4 separate regions of the Sus scrofa genome follow, and regions 1, 2 and 4 are each linked to region 3. A link is a contact called in public Hi-C data. All regions are on one chromosome and are shown on one strand. Each heading gives the region's core, a stretch centred on a gene start, on an enhancer-like site or on the middle of the called end of the contact. The rest is flanking DNA. Distances are from core to core; before and after follow the strand shown.

Evidence for each region. A called contact is a pair of places that touch in the nucleus more often than the background predicts.
Region 1: a contact with region 3 is called in a Hi-C map of skeletal muscle, with 4 times the contacts expected there. The contact joins the enhancer-like site here to the promoter of JAG1 in region 3. A contact is called at or near these places in 1 of 5 promoter capture datasets (liver) and 8 of 47 Hi-C or Micro-C datasets (adipocytes, brain, embryonic fibroblasts and 3 more).
Region 2: a Hi-C map of skeletal muscle shows a contact between it and region 3, with 8 times the contacts expected there. The contact joins the enhancer-like site here to the promoter of JAG1 in region 3. A contact is called at or near these places in 18 of 47 Hi-C or Micro-C datasets (adipose tissue, alveolar macrophages, brain and 13 more) and 2 of 2 datasets of contacts at active chromatin or transcription factors (alveolar macrophages and skeletal muscle).
Region 4: a Hi-C map of subcutaneous adipose tissue shows a contact between it and region 3, with 2.0 times the contacts expected there. The contact joins the enhancer-like site here to the promoter of JAG1 in region 3. A contact is called at or near these places in 5 of 47 Hi-C or Micro-C datasets (embryonic fibroblasts, fetal heart ventricle, mesenteric adipose tissue and 2 more) and 1 of 2 datasets of contacts at active chromatin or transcription factors (skeletal muscle).

The regions. Positions count from the first base shown.
Region 1 is chr17:19,492,138-19,495,724 of Sscrofa11.1, reverse strand. All of the region lies in intron 2 of SLX4IP (protein SLX4IP), which reads right to left. Among named protein-coding and RNA genes, the nearest start is that of SLX4IP, 130 kb to the right of the region's middle. Within about 2 kb of position 1,599, at least 27 of the 83 cell types and tissues checked have an H3K27ac peak or open chromatin away from gene starts, as enhancers often do. A contact at or near this core is called in skeletal muscle, where this site is marked.
Region 2 is chr17:19,399,260-19,402,425 of Sscrofa11.1, reverse strand. The region is part of intron 2 of SLX4IP (protein SLX4IP); the gene reads right to left. Among named protein-coding and RNA genes, the nearest start is that of SLX4IP, 37 kb to the right of the region's middle. Within about 2 kb of position 1,370, at least 20 of the 83 cell types and tissues checked have an H3K27ac peak or open chromatin away from gene starts, as enhancers often do. A contact at or near this core is called in adipose tissue, liver, retroperitoneal adipose tissue and 1 more, where this site is marked.
Region 3 is chr17:19,627,924-19,631,232 of Sscrofa11.1, reverse strand. It overlaps JAG1 (protein jagged-1), which reads left to right and starts at 1,574. Exons shown (of 26, transcript XM_005672699.3): 1 at 1,574-2,170; 2 at 2,582-2,887. The coding sequence starts at 2,090.
Region 4 is chr17:19,862,284-19,865,552 of Sscrofa11.1, reverse strand. The region is part of intron 1 of LOC106506610 (a long non-coding RNA gene); the gene reads right to left. Among named protein-coding and RNA genes, the nearest start is that of JAG1, 230 kb to the right of the region's middle. Within about 2 kb of position 1,437, at least 17 of the 83 cell types and tissues checked have an H3K27ac peak or open chromatin away from gene starts, as enhancers often do. A contact at or near this core is called in mesenteric adipose tissue and subcutaneous adipose tissue, where this site is marked.

The DNA.
Region 1 (3,587 bases), core at 350-2,849, 140 kb after region 3:
GGATTCGAAAGGAAAACCAATTATGCTGAAGTATGGGTATCCATATTTTTAAAAAAAATCTGTCACATAGTAATGAATGGACTTGTTCAATAAAGCACTGGCTCTCTTCAGATAGTGGTGAATCTAAAAACTACGATAAATCCAAAGTAGTGATAAGCATAAATTACATTTTCAGATATCTATCACACTATATGAAAAGAGTTGTGATTTCTAATGGTAACAAATATTGCTAATTTATTGTGTTCTGCATTTTTCATTCATAATAAAAACAAAATTTAGGAGTTTCTATTGTGGCCTAGGGGGTTAAGAACCTGACTAGTATGTGTGAGGATGCCCGTTCGATCCCTTGCCTAGCTCTGCAGGTTAAGGATCCAGCATTGCCCTAAGCTCTGGTGTAGTTTGCAGATACGGCTTGGATCTGGCTTTGCTGTGGCTGTGGTATAGACCAGTGGCTACAGATACGGCTTGGATCTGGCTTTGCTGTGGCTGTGGTATAGACCAGTGGCTACAGATACAGCTTGGATCTGGCTTTGCTGTGGCTGTGGTATAGACCAGTGGCTACAGCTCCGATTTGATCCCTAGCATAGGAACTTTCATATGCCGCCAGTGTGGCCCTAATTTTTTTTTTTTCTTTTTAGGGCCACACCTGCAGCATATGGAGGTTCCCAGGCTAGGGGTCAAATCGGAGCTACAGCTGCCAGCCCATGACACAGCCACAGCAACACCAGATCCGAGCTGCACCTGTGAACTACATCACAGCTCATGGGCAACACCGGATCCTTAACCCACTGAGTGAGGCCAGGGATGGAACCCACAACCCCATGGTTCTTAGTCAGATTACTTTCTGCTGTGCCACAATGTGAACTCCCCTAATTTTTTAAAAGTTAAAAAAATAATTAGAACTTGATCAAAATAAAGATGTAACTTTTTTCCCATGCAAGTTCACCAACCCTCTGAATTCTATCATAAGCCTGTTGAGATTGCAGGTATCCTGGAACAAAAGCCCCTCTAAAGAGGGGAGACATGCCTCACACATGTTCTGCTGGGTTTCCCCCCTTCATCATCAGCAATGATAATATTTTTAAATTAAAAAAAAATTGATGTTTGAACAACTTGAACTGGAACTACGTAATAGTAACTTTCTAAAAAAAATTGAATAGTAAGGTCCAATTTGACATTTTTTCATTGCTTGTAATTTTGATCCCAAAGTAGTCTGGTTGGTTCCAAGCAGACTTATTAAAATTTTTTGTTGTTGTTTTTGTTTTTTTTTTAATAAATCACTGAATCTTACTCTGGTGCTCAGACTTTCCTGGGCTTCCTGCCAGACTCCCCGAGCCCCTTCCCCCATGCCGGGGCTCTCCCTCTGCAGCCAGCCTTCTGAGTTCTCCAGCAAGAGTTCTCTCCAACTCCCACACTAATCAGAGGTATTTTGCCTGTCTAAAGTTCCCTGCCTCAAAGCTTTGCTTCTTTTCTCCCATGAGTAAACAGAAGTGGGAAAAAAAAAAAAGAAAGAAAGAAAGAAAACCACCTCTGACTGCTGCCAGCAGCATGCCCCGCCTCCCACTCCCCCTTAATTAGGCTATTTCTCTCCCAGAGCAACTCTCCAGCTCTTCCAAGCAAAGCAGCACAGCAGAGTGAGCATCACTGGGTTCTCAGGCCTGAGCTGCTCCTTTCACACAGGCCAGGTTACCTCTCTCACAGCCCAGGGGCTACTAGAGACAGCTCTGCATCCCATGCCCTGGGCTGGGGCCCATCCCAGCTTCCTCCCCTGGCTACACCCAGAGGTTTCGGTCAAAAACCTGGGAGTCACCCCAACTCCTCCCTCCCCCCCTCCCCCCCCCGCACCACCATCGGTCACCACGCCTGGTCGATTTCACTTCTTCAAGAGCAAAGCACACGCCTCCTCTCTGGTTCCCTAGCTCACGTCATCTCCCACTTGGAACATCAGAGCCACTTCTCTGAGCCCTAGATGAGTTCTTCAGGCCTCCATGAGAGCCACGTCTGCCACACAGATGGAATGCCCAGACCTCAAGCCCCTGACAAGGCCCTCCTCTGCTTCCAGCACCCTCCCCCACATGCTCTTTGCCCTGTGCTTTCAAAGCACCTGGATGCTTCTGTGCTCAGAAGGCTCCCACGGATCCTCGAACCCTAGTGGAGGCGTGGCCATTTCTGTGGAGCTTTTCTGAACAGTCTGTCACTCCCTCCTCCAGGTCAGCACAGATGATTCTGTGGTCATTCCTGCACTGAGCGGCTGCTCCATAGGGGCGTTCCCTGTTATACTGTCAGCTCCTGGGTACAGGGTCTACACCGGTCCCCCTGTACCCTTGGAATCAGAGCAGAGCTGGCTCACAGTAAATGCCCATTGGTGAAGGGAAGGAAGGCAGGAACGAACAAGTGGCAGGACACCTAGGCCTTGTCTGCAAACTGGGGGCTCCAAGCCTGCTCTGGGGACAAGGTCATTCTGAGTGAGCCCAGGACACTGATGTGTCACAGAACTACTGTCTCCCTCCTTATTCTGGAGTGGCGACAACTATGTCATCACCAGTGACAACCACTCATTTTCCATATTTTGGAAAAAGCAAATTCAAGGATCCTAGGATTACCTCACCCCAAGCTCACTGCCAACTGAGCAAGTTGGTGATTTTTTCCTATCTCTTTCCAAAGAATTCCAAAGCCGAAACTTAACTATTACCAAGTCTTCAGCAGTGGGATATCTTGTCTAATTTTTTTTTTTTTTTTTTTTTTTTTGTCTTTTTAGGGCCACACCTGTGGCACATGGAAGTTCCCAGGCTAGGGGCTTGAAATGGAGATGCAGCTGCTGGCCTATGCCACAGCCACAGCAATACAGGATCTGAGCCTCATCTGCTACCTACACCGAAGCTTGAGGCAATGCTGGCTCCTTAACCCACTGAGCGAGGCCAGGGATCAAACTTGCATCCTCAGGGACACTATGTCAGGTTCTTAACCTGCTGAGTCACAATGGGAACTCTGTGTCTTGTTCTAATTTTACATGAAGTATAAAATGGAGGTGAAAATGCTAACACTTCTCATCCATGTAGATATCTCAGGTAGGTTCAGAGCTTCCTCACATTCATTCATTCATTCATGTATTCATTCATGTATTCATTCATTCATGTATTCATTCGTGTATTCATTCATTCATGTATTCATTCATTCGTGTATTCATTCATTCATGTATTCATTCATTCGTGTACGTATTCATTCCCTGCTGAGTTTCACGTGTACCCTGGGCCAGACCCTGAAAGAGGGAGGTCAGCACAGCTGGAGGCTGTGCATCGTGCATGCCCAGGACCAGATGTAGCTGAAGGACAACTCTGCCTGAGGGAGGCCAGGGAGGAGGGCATGAGGTCTCACCTGCATCCCCAGGAAGCAAGGGTAGCTAGTGATGGAGAAAGAAAAACGCACCCACACAGGGAAAGAGGCCCAAATAGCAGGGAGTGCTCTGGTAAGGCAGAAACAGGCCTGGTCAGCAGATGAGGCAGCAGGCAGGGGGACTCAGAGCAGAGAGGAGCCCGGGTCAGGCGGAGGGAGACTGGGGGTGGAAGTGACCAGGGCCAGGTGTACAG
Region 2 (3,166 bases), core at 121-2,620, 230 kb after region 3:
AAGAGGGTGAGGAGAAGCCAGGGCTGTACTTAAACACTTCCTAATCATCCCCAAAATGAACAGATGAGCTGATACACATGGGAAAGGATTGTGGAAACACAGCCCAGAAAATTGAGTGTCTGGCCAGAAAGGTGGAGAAAACACTTGGAAAAGGAAGTTTTAGGTCCAACAAGAACTTTGTTTCAAAGTCATCAACACTCAGAACAAGCACTCTCAACTAGAGTGAGAAGGTCCCTGAAAGCTTTAAGCCTGAGGCAGAATTAATTGGGAAACTGTTGATAAACTTTTTATAATTTTTTTCCAATTCTATCAAGTACTCAGCACACATTTAGTTGAATAGCTCCCAGCATAAGCAATATAACAGAAGAGAAAACATGCAGTGGAAGAAGGACAGCAGTGACTTTAACTGGAGTGTCATCCATCCCTAGGCAAACTCAGAGGGATCCTGTATGTCTTCCAAACTTCAGGCTCACCCAACAAATAGAATTTAAAAGGAACTGGAAGATGAAGGGTCAAGCACCAGCAGAAGAAATACAGACGTACGTCTTTTACCTTGAAAAGTCACATAAAGACAAGTGCCTTTGTAAAAATATTCTCAAGGATAAAGGTTGCACACTTTTCCTTAAGATTTATTTCTTGTAAAGGATGTTGTCATTCAAAACTTTTGCGATCTATTTTGTTAGGATACTTCAGTTTCATTTTTTCTTAAAATTTAGTAGAGAGTCATTAACTAGAACTCACTGATAAGCAAAGTAGTTGCATAAATCTTTTTTTCCATACACATTTGCCAATGCATCTATTTCCAAATGAGTACTGAGGACAAAGTACCACATTCTCCTTTAGGTAACAGAAAAACCTAGGACACAGAATTGAAGGTATTCACTGAGGCAAACTAGCAAGACAAAAAGCCATTTGCTATTTAACTTTCTTTCTCTGGAAGTTCAAAGAGTTGCTCTTCACTTTTACTTTGACTATGAAGGGGAAATTACTGTCAATTCTTGGGCATATTTCTCTTTTTGTGGTTGTTCTAAGGAATGCAGAGGCTAAGGTTAACTGAACTTCAGAGAAGAACATAAAACTATAATTGCTACAAAGGAGTGGAAAGAAAAACAGAGATAGTAGAGACGATTTTTTTTTTTTAATGTAAAAATCTCTCCTCTCCTTGTTAACACTAATAAAATCTTCAATCTGTTACTTGAGATTTAGAAAATAACTCAGTCTTCCTCCCCCAGAGTCCGGTGAACTGCTGGAATAAAAAGTGGACAACCATCAACAGCACAAGGGAAAGCTTTGGGTCTCCTGGAGTGAGTGGGAAGGAGGAGGTCATTACACACTCCCAGTGGAAGAAGACAAAGCCAGATCCACATTCCAGGGAAATCTGGCAGTCCGACTTTTTCCTTAAATACAGACTGGCCTGTCACTAAGCCAGGCGCTGCAATCTTCCCAGGCTGCCACTGCTAGGGAAGCCAGGAATCCTTTCTAATTAATCAAGCCCTCCCAACAAAAATTTTCCCACCCACAATAAAGTGGGCTGGGGGAGGGGGGGCCAGGAGAGGAAGCAGTAGAGCAAGTCTGGTAGCCCCAAGAATTCTAGACTTTAGTGTAATACCTAACTAATCCCAAGAAAACAGATGCAGGAAGCAGAGGAAATGATTTACAGAGACAGAGACAGACAATGAAGTAGGAACCATTCACAGTACTGCTTTGCCGGAGCCCAAGTTGAACATTTATAATCATAAGATGTAATTATAATTGAATGGCTTTGAGACCTGGCAACATGCCCTAGTTTTTAGAATACCTGTAAAGCAGGCGATGGACCCATAAACTTTTGGCAGGTAGATATCATGCATATTAATTTGACACTTTTAACAATAATTTATTATTCAAATGTATTTTCTTTTTACTAAGCACTGTGTTTTAATAGATAAGAGTCCATGATTAATACATTATATGTCCACGTCTATTTCTTGCTTCCACTTGCAAAGGAAGCCTTGATCTTGCTAATCTGCCCAGCCCTTGCAGTCAATTTAACCTAAGGTAATTTCATCTAAAGCTTACAAACTCCAAGGAGGCAGGAGCACAGAAGGATACACTGTTAGACCTATGCTATCCAACTCAGTTGCTACTGCCCATGTGTGCCTGCTGAAAACTGGAAGCATGGCCAGTAGGAACTGAGATGTGCTTTAAGAGAGGTATTTATATACCTAAATCAGCTGCATATATAATATATACACATGCATATGTATATATGTAAATATTTCAGACTTTGTAGGCATATTTGGAAACAACCTAAATGCCCATTAACAGATGAATGGACAAGGTCTTTGTTGCAACTATTCAGCTCTGACACTGTAGCACAACAGCACCCAGAGACAATATGTAAACAAATGGGAGCGTCTGTGTTCCAATAAAACTTTCTTTACAAAAACAAGCAGCTCATCTGTGAGACGTAATTTGCTGACCCCTGGTCCCTAAAGAATTTACATACAATTATGAAGGTTCTAAAATACTATGGTGGGTGCAGAGCTAGAATTAAGATCACTGAAGAGCCCCTGGGAGATGTGTGTCCACTGCCACTGCTACTGTCGACTGAGCATGTAGTCACTAGACTATAGGACACAGCTTCTTGCCCTGAGCTGTAGTGGCACAGAAGTCAAGAGACCCTGAAAGCTGTGGTCCCAAGGACATTCTCCTCTCATATACCACTGCCATTTCCTGCAACTCTGGCCTAGAAGGCAGTTAGAAGAAAGGGTTCATGGCCAGGGTCACAGCAGTTTGTTTTGCTTTGTTTTGTTTAAAGCACTCTTCTATGCAGGAAGGTCAGAAGACTTTCCTTCATTTCAATAAGAGTAATTTGTTTGCACAGATAATTAATACCATTTCAAAGAAGTCTCAGAATAAACAACTGAGATGCAAGTAGCAAATAATTTGGTATTCATCTGGTTTTCTGTTACTTTGGAAAGCTAGCTCTATCCAAGTATTTTTCCTTTTTCTTTTTCTTTTTTTCGTCCTTTTGCCTTTTCTAGGGCCACTCCCTCGGCATATGGAGGTTCCCAGGCTAGGGGTCCAGTTGGAGCTGTGGCCACCGGCCTACACCAGAGCCACAGCAACGAGGAATCCGAGCCGCGTCTGCGGCCTACACCACAGCTCACGGCAACACCAGATC
Region 3 (3,309 bases), core at 325-2,824:
TATGTCCCTTCCCAAATATGGACTAATTCTTTCACCAATGATCAAGATGGGATACATTGAGAAGGTGCCTTTCTTAGGAGCATTTCTTGCATCCTTAAAATGCCAAGATTCCTAAGCCATCCTTGGTGACTTTGAACCAAGGCAACACAGAGGTCAGTTAGCTGCCTTATTTTATTCCCTGGTGGGATGAGATCTAGTACTGAAAATACTGCCCATATTGACCCACCCATGAAATGTAGTAAGTAAATAACCACCCTTTTATTCTCTAACTCAGCATGTTGGAAAATACTTTCCCTTGACCCCTGCAGCCCATCATGCTTCACATCCAGCCATCATCCAGCCCCTGAAGAATCACTTTTTTTCGGCAGGACGTAGCCAACAGAGGGGCCAAAACTTTGTCCACCTTTCAGTGGAAATTAACCTTTTTTTCTCTAAAGAGATTCCCTCAAACACAGCAGTAGGTCCGCCTAGAGGGCTTGGTGGAGGCGTCGGCCAACCTGCAGGTTTCCCTTTGACCTTGGTTATGACCGAGAGTGTCGCTGTTAATTGCGAGGCTCGCCTCAAGGTAGAAAATAGCATCAGTTTCCACTGCCACCCCAGAGAAGCTAAGTTCTGCTGCCAGGCTCTGGCAGTGAGACAGTCCCTTCCAAGCTCTCTGGCCACCCAGAGCTGCTCGGAGGCCGCCTACAGGTGCAATTCAGGCACTGCGGCCTGGGCGGCGGGACCGGGAGGGTGCGAGCCCTAGCCCATCAGCATCTCTGCCTGGGCAGGACCCCCGCGTGCCCGCTGCCCTCTGGCCTCGTCTGGCTTCCCCTCCTCTGCCCCGGCGCGGTTTGGAAAGGAAGCTGGGAGCCCTCTGAGGCTCCGCAGACTCGGATTTGGGAGGGGGTGGGGCGCGGCCGAGGCTTCCCCTCGAATCTGCGGCCAGCTCGGCTCCGGGAAAGTTTTTCAAAGTTCCCAGCAGCGCCTGCCCAGGTCGCCTCTGCCCGGCAAGCAGACGGCGGCCAGCGCGCCAGCCTCGCCGCCGCCGCTTCTGCCGCCAGCTGCGCGCTCTGGGCGGCTTGCTCACTCGCTCGCGGGAAGCGGGCCGGGCTCCCGGAGGGCAGGCCCTCCTACAGGGGCGAAAGCCGCGGCTGACGCAGGCAGCACGGAAGGCGGAAGCCGCCCCGCTCCGATCGCTCAGGCAGTGCCGAGGCGCCTACACCTGGGGCTCCGACAGGAGGCCAGAGGCGCTCGGCGCGAGGTGCCCAAGGGGGCGGTCCGCGCAGGGGGCCCTGGGCGTCAAACTGGCCCCGCGCGTCCCTGAGCAACGGAGCCTTCATGTTCCTTCCAGCCTCCTGCCCTTCTTCCCGCCTGGACCCAAACACCCGAGGGCAGGGGTCTACGCTGGGCCCTCAGACGTCTACGTGGCCCTGCGCGTCTCCCACCCTCAACCCCTTCTAAGTTCTTTCCAGTACTCCCCCTCCCCATCCTTTGGGAGGGAAGGGGCGTGTCGCTGGTGGTCACGCCCCTCATGAATATTAATAAGCACGCATGCGCCTGTCCTGCGCGCTGGGTAGAGGTGGCCAGCCCCAGCCGCGGCTCCCAGACGGGCTCTCTGAGTCCCTCTCCGAGAGCCGGGCGGGCACGCGTCATTGTGTTACCTGCGGCCGGGCCGCGAGCTGGGCTCGGGTTTTTATTTTTTTATTTTTTTTCCTTCCTCCCCTCCCTCCCTCCTTTCTGAGCAGCTGATCTGAAAGGGAATAAAAGGCTGCGCATAATCATAATAATAAAAGAAGGGGAGCGCGAGAGAAGGAAAGAAAGCCGGGAGGTGGAAGAGGAGGGGGAGCGCCTCAAAGAAGCGATCAGAATAATAAAAGGAGGCCGGGCTCTTTGCCTTCTGGAACGGGCCGCTCTTGAAAGGGCTTTTGAAAAGTGGTGTTGTTTTCCAGTCGTGCATGCTCCAATCGGCGGAGTATATTAGAGCCCGGACGCGGCGGCCGCAGGGGCAGCGGCGACGGCAGCACCGGCGGCAACACCAGCGGCAGCACCAGCGCGAGCAGCAGCGGCGGCGGCGGCGTCCCGAGTGCCCGCGGCGCGCGGTGCAGCGATGCGGTCCCCACGGACGCGCGGCCGGCCCGGGCGCCCCCTGAGCCTCCTGCTCGCCTTGCTCTGCGCCCTGCGAGCCAAGGTAGGAGTCTACCCGGCCCCCCTCCCAGCCCGCCCTCTCGTTTCCCTCGCGGCGCCTGGACGCCTGCGATTGAGCGCCTGTAGCAGCCTCGGGAGCCCCAGGGCTCCTGCTCCTGCCTGGGCCCCTACGCCCGAGAGGCTGCACCTGGGCTGTAGGAGCCCCTGGGCTCCTAAATGTACCCCCAGGCTGGGCAGGGCTTGCTTGCTCCCCGGGAACAGTCGTGTCGGATTTCTCCCACACTCCAGCCTCCTAAGCCCGGGAATCACGTTAAGCCCTTGCACCCAGTTTTGCAAAATTATCTTCACTTGGCGCCAAGGGCTCGTCGGGGCGGGCGGGGAAGGAGTCTCCACTTCCACCCTCGAAGAAAACAACTTTCCCCTGTGCTGACCTCCCTCCCTCCCCTGCCGGCAGGTGTGCTGGGCCTCCGGTCAGTTCGAGTTGGAGATCCTGTCCATGCAGAACGTGAATGGGGAGCTGCAGAACGGGAACTGCTGCGGCGGCGCCCGGAACCCAGGGGACCGCAAGTGCTCCCGCGACGAGTGTGACACGTACTTCAAAGTGTGCCTCAAGGAGTACCAGTGGCGCGTTACGGCCGGGGGGCCCTGCAGCTTCGGCTCGGGGTCCACGCCTGTCATCGGGGGCAACAACTTCAACCTCAAGGCCAGTCGCGGCAACGAACGCAACCGCATCGTGCTGCCTTTCAGTTTCGCCTGGCCGGTGAGTGACTGCCGGGCCGGCCTGGGGTCCGCACCCGCGAGCGGAACCCTGATTTCTCTTGAGAGAGGAGAGGGATTTACAGCGCCTTGGCTGGAAACTCGGCATTAACCCAGGACGTCTTTGGGGTGGGGTGTTAGGGAGCTGAGACTGTGTAGCTAGATCTCAGCAGGCCCCAGTCCCAGTCCTTTTTGCTAAGAGCACACAAGTGAGACCCCAGAGGGGATTGTGGGGCGAGGCTCCCAGGAAGGCCGGTTGAAACTTGCAACTTGAAGGCCCCAGAGTAGCCGCCCGAGCCAGGAGGTCATTATAGATGATCTTTGCTCAACCAATTAAACCTGATGCGCAGTGGAAGGCGGCTCTGCACAATTCTGGCCTTCGAACGCCGTCCAAATTGGCACCTTCCCGTTTCCCGTGAGCAGCCG
Region 4 (3,269 bases), core at 188-2,687, 230 kb before region 3:
CAGTGACGCAGAGGGTTCCCAGCAGGATTGGGCCCTATGGAGCTGTTCTGTGCCTCACAATCCTTTAGGAGCTTTCTTCCCTTTCCTCTCTCATGTTCCCCACTCCCTCAATTTATATTCTGGGATCCACTCCCAAATAATCTACTTAGACCAAAATTCTTTTCTGAAGGTCTGCATTTGAGCAATCTAAACCAAAACAGAGGCTAATCTCAGAAAGGCAATGCTCTGGAAACTTATGAGTGCTTCCAATGAAAGGTGACCCTCTCTGGAAAAAGGAGGAGAGGAAGGAAAGAGTGATTTATTCCAAAACAAGGGCCCAGGTTAGAAATAAATTAGAGAGATGATCACTCAAAGCAGTTTTGTTCCCAAACCCTCCATGGTATCACACCCACAGGATTCAAGAGTCTTTGTTCTAGAAACGTATTAGCCAAATATTTCAAGGCCCTTGGCAAAACACCTTGCTCAAGGTAGCAGTCTCACGAAATAGTGGAGTAATGTCTGAGTTGTGCTTGCTTCTCTAGCCATAAACCAAAAAAGGGCAGTCATCATCTCAAGCACAACAATTCTGCAACACAGACAGTTTTCTTTGAAAGGGCTCTACAAATACATTTCTCTCACTTGGGCACTTCAATAGAAGATAATTACTCTTTTCTGCCTCGTAATATATATTAAAAATGTTCAAATGTGGCTTTCCAGGGATTTCTGCCAAATATTTTTAGGCACCAGATCCAGTTTTACTTAATTTTATATGGCCTGCTTAGCCTATTATAAAATGTTCTTTCATGCAATCTGAATTTGCTAAAGGGGCTAAAATATATGCCTTTCTATTAAAACCTCAATTTAAAAAGCTTTCAGGTTAGAGACTTCTGCCCTCAGATCTATCTCATGAGGTGACAGCCACTGAAAAGAGACAGAAAACCTGAAATGCTGTACACTTCTCCAGGCTGTCACAGCCAGGATGAAACAAAATCAAATAAGACCATCACCTTCCAGGAAAGGCAGCATACATAACAAGAAGGCTGTTTACAGACAAACAGTATATGTTATTACCACCCGGGCATACAGTATCGCAACTACTATGTCTCGGGGCCTTTTCTGTTTTCATGATCTAATGCCAACAGCTAGTAAGAAGCACAAAAGCCTGAGCGAAACCCTGCATTCCCTTGGAGTGTTTGTGTTGGCTTCCTTAAAATTGGCTGATTTCCAAATCTCATTCTCCACCCCACCTTAGTTATATTTATACTGTTGTGCAGAACAAACTGGGATCCGTATTTAAATGTGAAATGCTTTGTGGCCATTCGTGCAAATCTCTTTATCGGGGTCTCGCACATTAACGCCCTTCACAATTGACCCACAGGCCGATTGTTTAACACATTTCCACGGGGCCGCTTTCACGCACTCACAGCCCTGTTTTTACTTTTCTTAGCTTTCCTGGACAATCAAAAGGAAGTGGAACAGAGCCGGCTTGCTGAAAGCTGGAGCTGCCCCAGTGTCTCTTCCTACCTTCTGTCTCAGTTTTGTTTTTCTGCTTCTTTTTTTTTTCCCTTTTTTCTTTTTTTTTTTTTTCCCGTCATTTTTGGTGGCACAGCCAGACTGTGTAGCTACAATCTCTTGATCCTTGTGTCTGCTGCTTTTTCCCTTCTGACTCAGAGTCTATGTGAAGACTCACTATGACCAGTCTCTTGAAGTCAAACGCTAACACCTCAATTCCAGTGGAATCGTGTTCTCTGTTGATTTACAAAAGGAATGCAAAGGGGTACATGTGTGCTTGTGTGGGGCACAGTGGCGGGGTAAGGCTAGAGATGACAGAATGGGGACAAAACCCCTTTTTCTTAGGATAATAAAATCATCCCACTTAGGAAATGTGAATGTTCCCTCTCTCTTAATTCAGGGCTTGCTTTAACTAACAGGGTCACAGGGTTCCATGTAATTTTCCTCTCCTCTCTTCCCATTTTTTCCTTTGAAGAGGAGGGTTGCAACCTGTACAAACTGAAGCAGAAAGACTTAAGATGCCCAAGGCTCTTTATTTGAAAGAATATGGGTGCTGTGGCTGCTGAGAGTCCCTCTGACCTGCAGTTTTCTCTCTTGTAAGAAGAGAGATTGACTTCTGTTTATTGAGTGCTACTGTGGCTATGAGATACACTAGGTATAGACATAACAGACAGTAATGATGTCAGTCTCATATGATGGTTGTGAAGACTTAATAAACTATCATATGTAAAGCACAGATTGCATGGTCTGGTAAGTGGTGAGTGTGCAGAAATGTCAATTACCATCATCATCATGAATCATGAATCATAGTGAGAGTTAAGAGGTCCAGGGACTAACAGTGGGTGTCTCCACTACTGTTTATCTAATGATCAAGAGCCCAGGGTTTGGAATTGAGCACACCTGCCTGCAAATCCCTGCTCCACCATTTCCACATATGTGACCTTCTTTAAACGTCAGTGTCCCCATTTGTAAAATGGGGTAACAAATGATCTACCTTAAAGTATTACTATAAAGATTGTATTTACACATGCAGCTAGTATGGTGTTTTGCATATCTATATATGCTTTACATAGCAACATATGGTGGGTATTATTAATATTACTTGCCTATTTAATGTATTTTTATTATGAAGACCATACAAAATCAGCCCAAAGGACAAATGTACATCTACTCATATATACACCTTAAAGATATGAATTATTTTCATAGCCAATTGATTTTATGCTGAGCATATTTTTCAGTCCTAGGAAATCTTTCAAACCAAGGTGCCACATGTCACATAGGAGCTAAGTAGGAGAGCCAATCGGCCAGAGAAACTGGTCCTATGGTCCATTTTCCTGCAAGCAAGTTGAATGGAACATCAGTGAAGGTAAGCAATCCTACAGTGGTAATCTACAGCCCCCACATTATAATGGCCTAACACAAAATATGGTTCTTTACTGCTTATTACGTAGTTCAGTGCACGTCCACAGGGAAGCTTTGCCTCCACTCATTTAGGAACCTGTGTCTACCTGTCAATTAGTTCCACCATCTTTTAGAGCTTTCAAAGTCTTCTGTTGGATTATTCCCCTTCATCCAGCAGAACAAGAAAGAGAGAATATTGGAGTATGACACAAGACATTTTAGGGGCCAGTCCTGGGTATGGAATACACCACTTCTGCCTATATTCCACCAGCTGGAATCATTACATGCTGCCTTCTACCTCAAGGGGTACTATGTACTGTCTTCCTGGCTTCTACCACTGAAATTTTCTTGACACTCTATTCATTGAATCATTT